Linked DNA regions of Podarcis muralis: region 1 is linked to region 2. Evidence: chromatin contacts called from public Hi-C data. All regions are on one chromosome and are shown on one strand. Each heading gives the region's core, a stretch centred on a gene start, on an enhancer-like site or on the middle of the called end of the contact. The rest is flanking DNA. Distances are from core to core; before and after follow the strand shown. Region 1 holds the start of VAPA (VAMP associated protein A). Region 2 holds the start of RALBP1 (ralA binding protein 1).

Region 1 (2,700 bases), core at 45-2,544, 140 kb before region 2:
AGGCGCCGCCTGGAAATGTAGGAAACGTGCAGCGTTTCCCCCTCCCCCATCTTATACAAGGGCTGCCCAGCCGCATCTTGAGCCTCTCGTGGAAACACGGGTGGCGCGAAAGCCGTCCCCGCACTCCTCTGACAGCGGCGAGCTGGTGGCCGGCCAAGAGGAGATTTGGCCCAAGCAGGGCCTGGTCCAGGCTGCGCTGCGGAAGAGGAGCCCGGGGAGGGGCGGAGGAGCTGGCAGCGCCTAAGGCCGGCTCCGCAGACTCGCCAGGCCAGCTTCCCTCTCTCGCCCTCCGCCGGCGGATGGAGCCGTAACTGGGGCCGGCCAAGCCCGCTGCTCAGGGTGACGCGAGGAGGTCGGGGAAGCGGGGGAGGTTAGAGAGGCTCCCGCCTCAGCACCGCACACCGACGGCGAACCGGGGCGGGAGAAGACAGGAGGAGAGAGCAAGATGGCGACGGCGACGCCTCGTCCCGTCCCTCCCGATTCAAACCTCCCACCCGAATCTCCGCGGAAGGAGGGCGGCTGGGCCAGGCCTTCTTGCCGCCCGCTCCGCTCCCCGCCCCACATCTCTCAGCCCCACCGCTAAACACGGCGCCGGGCGGGGGAGGAAAGAGTTGCCTTTCCCCGTCCACCCTTTTGGGCATCGCCGCCGCTGCCCTCCCCCACCCATTGGGAAGGATTCCTGCTCCTCCGCCCGCTCTCGCTCTCTCGTACCTTTGAATTTGAGGTCGGTGGGCGGATCGAGGACCAGGATCTGTTCGTGCTTGGAGAGAGCCCCGGCGGCCGCCATCGCTGCTCCCTCGCTCGCTCAGTCCGGGAGGAGGAGGCGGAGAGGGTGGGTAGGTAAAGGGAGGACACTCCGGTCGGGGAGGGAGGGAGGGAGGAAGGAGAGAAGGGAAGGGACGCCGACCGAGGAGTAGCAGTCGTAGCAGCAGCAGCGCCCGCCGCCTCCTCCTCCTCCTTGCTCCCTCTAGAGGCGCGCGCGGACAGAGAGGCGCGCGCGCCGCCTTCCTTCCTCCTCTCTCTCTCTCTCTCTCTCTCTCTCACAAACTCTATCTCTCTCTCCGCCGCCGCCTCAGCTTTCTTCTTGCCCGCTTTCCTTCCCCCCTTCTTCTCCCGTTAAGGACTTGGCTCGCTCTGTGAGGAACCCCCCGCGCGGCTGCCCAGCGCACTGCGTTCGACGCCGACGACGGCACGGGCGCGAGGGCAGCGGCCGCCTCAAGCTCTGGCACCCGCACGTCAGCCTATGGGGAGAAAGGCAGGCAGGCAGGCCCGTGCGCGCGCACGCACGCACGGCCACGCGCGAAGACACATAACACCAACGCCGCTTCGAGTCTCCGCCTGCTCGTCCCTCTTCCCCCACCCCCCCCGCCCCCTGGTCGGTTGACAGGTCTGGTCGCTAGACGTGGGCCTCCTCCTCCTCCTCCTCTCACGTGGGCCGGGATGGGGGGGGGGGAGCTGTCACGCGCGCCCTGAAGGCGCCACAAGTTTGGGTTTTTGGCAGTCAAAAAGGAATTCTCCCCTCCGGAGGAGGTGGGGGGGGGGGATACAGTGTGGTACTCGGGGCAAACCGGAAGGAGAAAATGACACCAAAGGGTTAAAGCATCGGGAGTCTCCAACAGCGGAAAAGGAGGCGGGCTGGGAACTGTTGGTTCCCAGCATGCATCGCTCTCTAGTTCTCTGGACGTTGCATGCTGGGAGTTGTAGTCGCCAAACAAAGGAGAAACGGAGTTGAATTGGGTTAGAAAGGTAGCGCGTCCGAGTCTCTGTTCCCTCTGTACATTGAGTGCTGGGGACATTTAATTGCCCCCGTGTGGCAGGAGTGGCCGGGTTAAATACTTAATGTTAAATTCGAAACAGATAACATGTTTTGCGCTGAGGATCAGAAAGAAAGGAAAACTGGATTTATTTATTTTTCACTTGAGTTCTTTCAATAACGCTTGCTTTGTTATTTTTACCACCGTAAATATTGCTGGTCTGGCTATAAATTTGCAAAGATCGCACAATCTGTTTAGCAGAATAAGCCTGCTCACTATCTTTGCCCAGTTTCCCTTGGCAAAGTGTTTTTTGCACCTTGAGACCTTGACCCTCTAATTGAGGTTGGCACAAGGGTGTGGGTGTGGAAATACTGATAACAGAATTATCTGAAAATATATAAAATTCCAAGCAATTCCACATATTTTTATTGATAAGCAGCTATCACTTGGAATATATGGTGGGGAGCACATCAGAATTAAACTGCAGTGGTAATAAAAATATACTGTATGAGGAATAATAAAAGCATTGGCACACCCATTGCAGACATAGTAGAATTACAATCAATGTGTCACATTTAAAATGAATATATGTTGTCACAATGAGAACAAAATATAGATGTTGACGTACCCAATTGTACAGGGAACCCTGGAAAAGAAGAGAGAAAAGAACAGATCTTAGGGCAGCCACTAAAATGAAGTAACTGACTAGAAATTGTTCAGTTACAAGCATCTGAACTCAAAAGACAATTGTGCCAATATTTGTTTAGGTACAGGAATTATGAGTCTTGCTCAGGATGCATGACATGTTAACCACAGTCCTATGCTTGTTTACTTAAAAGAAAGTCTTGCAGTAGTGCTCAGTGGAAAGCTCCACTAGAATGTATACAGCAGAACAGGAAACATATCACCAAATCATAGAGAATGCTGGTGTGGTTAAGTGCAAACA
Region 2 (2,700 bases), core at 200-2,699:
GGGGCTGGCCGATGTCTGCCCGGCGCGAGGGGCGCTCTGCTTCAGGGCGCGCCGTGCGCCGGGGGGCAGGCTGCTATCCGCAGCGTGGGAAGCCCTGCGGGAACTCCTGCAGGGCTCCCCACGCTGCGGATGTCTTCCCGAAGCCTGGAGAGCGAGAGGGGTCGGTGCGCACCGACCCTCTCGCTCTCCAAGCTTCAGCGAAAGCCTGCATTCGCTCCATAGGACACACCCAGATTTCCCCTTCATTTTTGGAGGGGGAAAAGTGCGTCCTATGGGGCGAAAAATACGGTATATGAGCTTCTGTAATCCTTTTTTAAAAAAAATTAAATCCCTGTTTATTTTTGCACATCTAAGTAACCAAGAAAGGGTACATGGAAGACTGCAACAGTTACTCCCCCAAAAAGAAAAACCATTACATAAATGCATCCTGAATCACAATAGTTACCACTGTGTTCCCATTTCATAAGTTTATTTGATCCTACAAACAGGATGCTTGTGAATGGGGGCTGGCTGGTTGCAGTTTAACATCATTAATTAGTTATATTTTAACCATCCTGCCATAGTCTCAAAGGGGCATGTTTATGCATTAAGAGAGTCCACATAAGTAGTCACCGGGAGCATTTAGCAGGCAAAAGTGGGTGGGGGGAATGATGGTGAGTGGAAGATACTCGGACAACACACATTTACTCAGAGGTTAACCCCACTACATGCAAAGGGCCTTTTTAACATGTTAAGCGTGCATAGGATTGCAACCTGAACCACTTGTTGCAGAGTATTTATTTATTTCATAAAATTTATACACCGCTTGAGTGCAACCCCCCCCCCAAAAAAAAACCTCAAAGTGGTTGATAATGTCGACGTTGCTTGCATCCCACCCGCAGGGTGTGCCAATATGCCAACACCCCATTCAGCAATCCTGAGGAGAAAAAGGGAGTGGCAGCCTGAGACCCAACCGGGCCTCAGTCACAAGGCGCCCCCAGGCGCTAGGGGGCGCTGCACAGGCATACTAGCGCATGCGCGCCTCAGAGAGCGCTTCAGTTAATGCCCTTCTCCCACAGGCTCGGCCACATTTCCCTCCCTCACCCCCTTCTCGGAGGCAACGGAGCTGATGTGAGGGAGAACCGGGTCGGGTGGGGAGCCCTCACGCGCATGAGCATGGCTCCAGCACTGACCTGAGCGGGTGGGTGGGGAGCCCGTCGCTGGCAGGACGGCTGTGCTGAGCTTGGCTCCTCTTCGGCCTCACCCGGGCCCCGCTCCGCGCCCCATCCCCTCGCCGCCCGCTTACAAGGTCGGGTATAGGGAACAGAAGGAGGCAGTTTGGAGGCGCATGCGCGAGCGCCCTTCTCTCCTCCTCCCCCCCGCTTCTCCGGCCTGTTTCTTGCAGCCCTTTGGCTATCGAGGGCAGAGGCCGGAATTAGGCAGCGCACGCGCATGACGCACAGGGAGGGGCTGTCGTAGTAGCTGAGGGAGCAAGCTACCCAAGAGGAGCGGAGAAGGGAGCATGCGCCTGCGCACTTGTTCTCCCTATTTTTATATAACGGGTAGAAAGTCCCGCCTGCCCTTTTTTTTTTGTTTGATGCATTTTGGGAGATGTAGTCTTATGAGGGGGGGTGCAAGCGATGGTTTGAGCCAGGAGCACGCATGCGCATTGCATAGGCGTCCGAATTAACGTTAAATTTACGCCCAAGTGGTGTCCGTTCCTCTGTGGTATAATTCGCTTTAACAAAATTAGAATTTGCTCTGCCTGTCACTGGATTTGGCTCTACCTATTGTTGGTCTTCCTTCCACCCTTCAAATTTCAATGGGCACCAGTAACTAGAGATTCCAAACAAAAAAATATCCTTCCAGTAGCACCTTAAAGACCAACTAAGTTAGTTCTTGGTATGAGCTTTCGTGTGCATGCACACTTCTTCAGATACACATGCACACGAAAGCTCATACCAAGAACTAACTTAGTTGGGTCTTTAAGGTGCTACTGGAAGGATTTCTTTTTTGTTTTGACTATGGCAGACCAACACGGCTACCCATCTGTAACTAGAGATTCCAAATGTAAGGTAATCCAGAATTCACCTTAAACAAAAGAACAAGGACAAGCAGGGTAGAGATGAACAAAGTAAGTGAAAAAATGTAATATGTCTAAGAAAGACTATAGCTCACAACTCATTTGGGCATTTACTAGCATTTCAAGGAGAAATAACTTCTCAGGATCCATCTGGGCATGAATGTAAATAATAGGCTGGTCCACAATAAGAAGTTTATGTGCAGTGCAGTCCTATTCATGCTTGCTCAAAAGTAATTTCCAGTTCTGTCAATGTGCCTTATTCCTAAGTAATTGTGCACAGAAAAGACAGTAGTCTCTTTGGCCAACAGGTACACAATAACACACCTCTCATTTCCGATCTTAGCAAATGGACAAGAACATGTTAAGCTACATAGGTTTCTTATGTAATTCAGTATGGTGAGATCTCTGTCCCTTTCAGCTACACTGTAATCTGGATCTAGTTATTTCAGGAACAGCCTCCCACCCTGTTTCTTATAATTAGTAAGCTCATACAACATTCAACCAGTCTCCTGTTGTACAGTACAGCTCCCAGCCAGTTTTATAAATTAATGAAGAGAATAAAGGTTGAAAGAAAGGGTATGAAAGTTGAAGACACCTGCCATTTAATGGATTTGGTCATGATTCATTCATAGTCATAA

What was found. A called contact is a pair of places that touch in the nucleus more often than the background predicts.
Region 1: a contact with region 2 is called in a Hi-C map of blood, with 2.9 times the contacts expected there. The contact joins the promoter of VAPA here to the promoter of RALBP1 in region 2. A contact is called at or near these places in 2 of 3 Hi-C or Micro-C datasets (blood and tail).

What each region holds. Positions count from the first base shown.
Region 1 is chr8:48,969,223-48,971,922 of rPodMur119.hap1.1, reverse strand. VAPA (VAMP associated protein A) reads right to left here and starts at 1,294. Exons shown (of 7, transcript XM_028737362.2): 1 at 712-1,294. The coding sequence starts at 787.
Region 2 is chr8:48,832,820-48,835,519 of rPodMur119.hap1.1, reverse strand. It overlaps RALBP1 (ralA binding protein 1), which reads right to left and starts at 1,449. Exons shown (of 10, transcript XM_028737361.2): 1 at 1,173-1,449.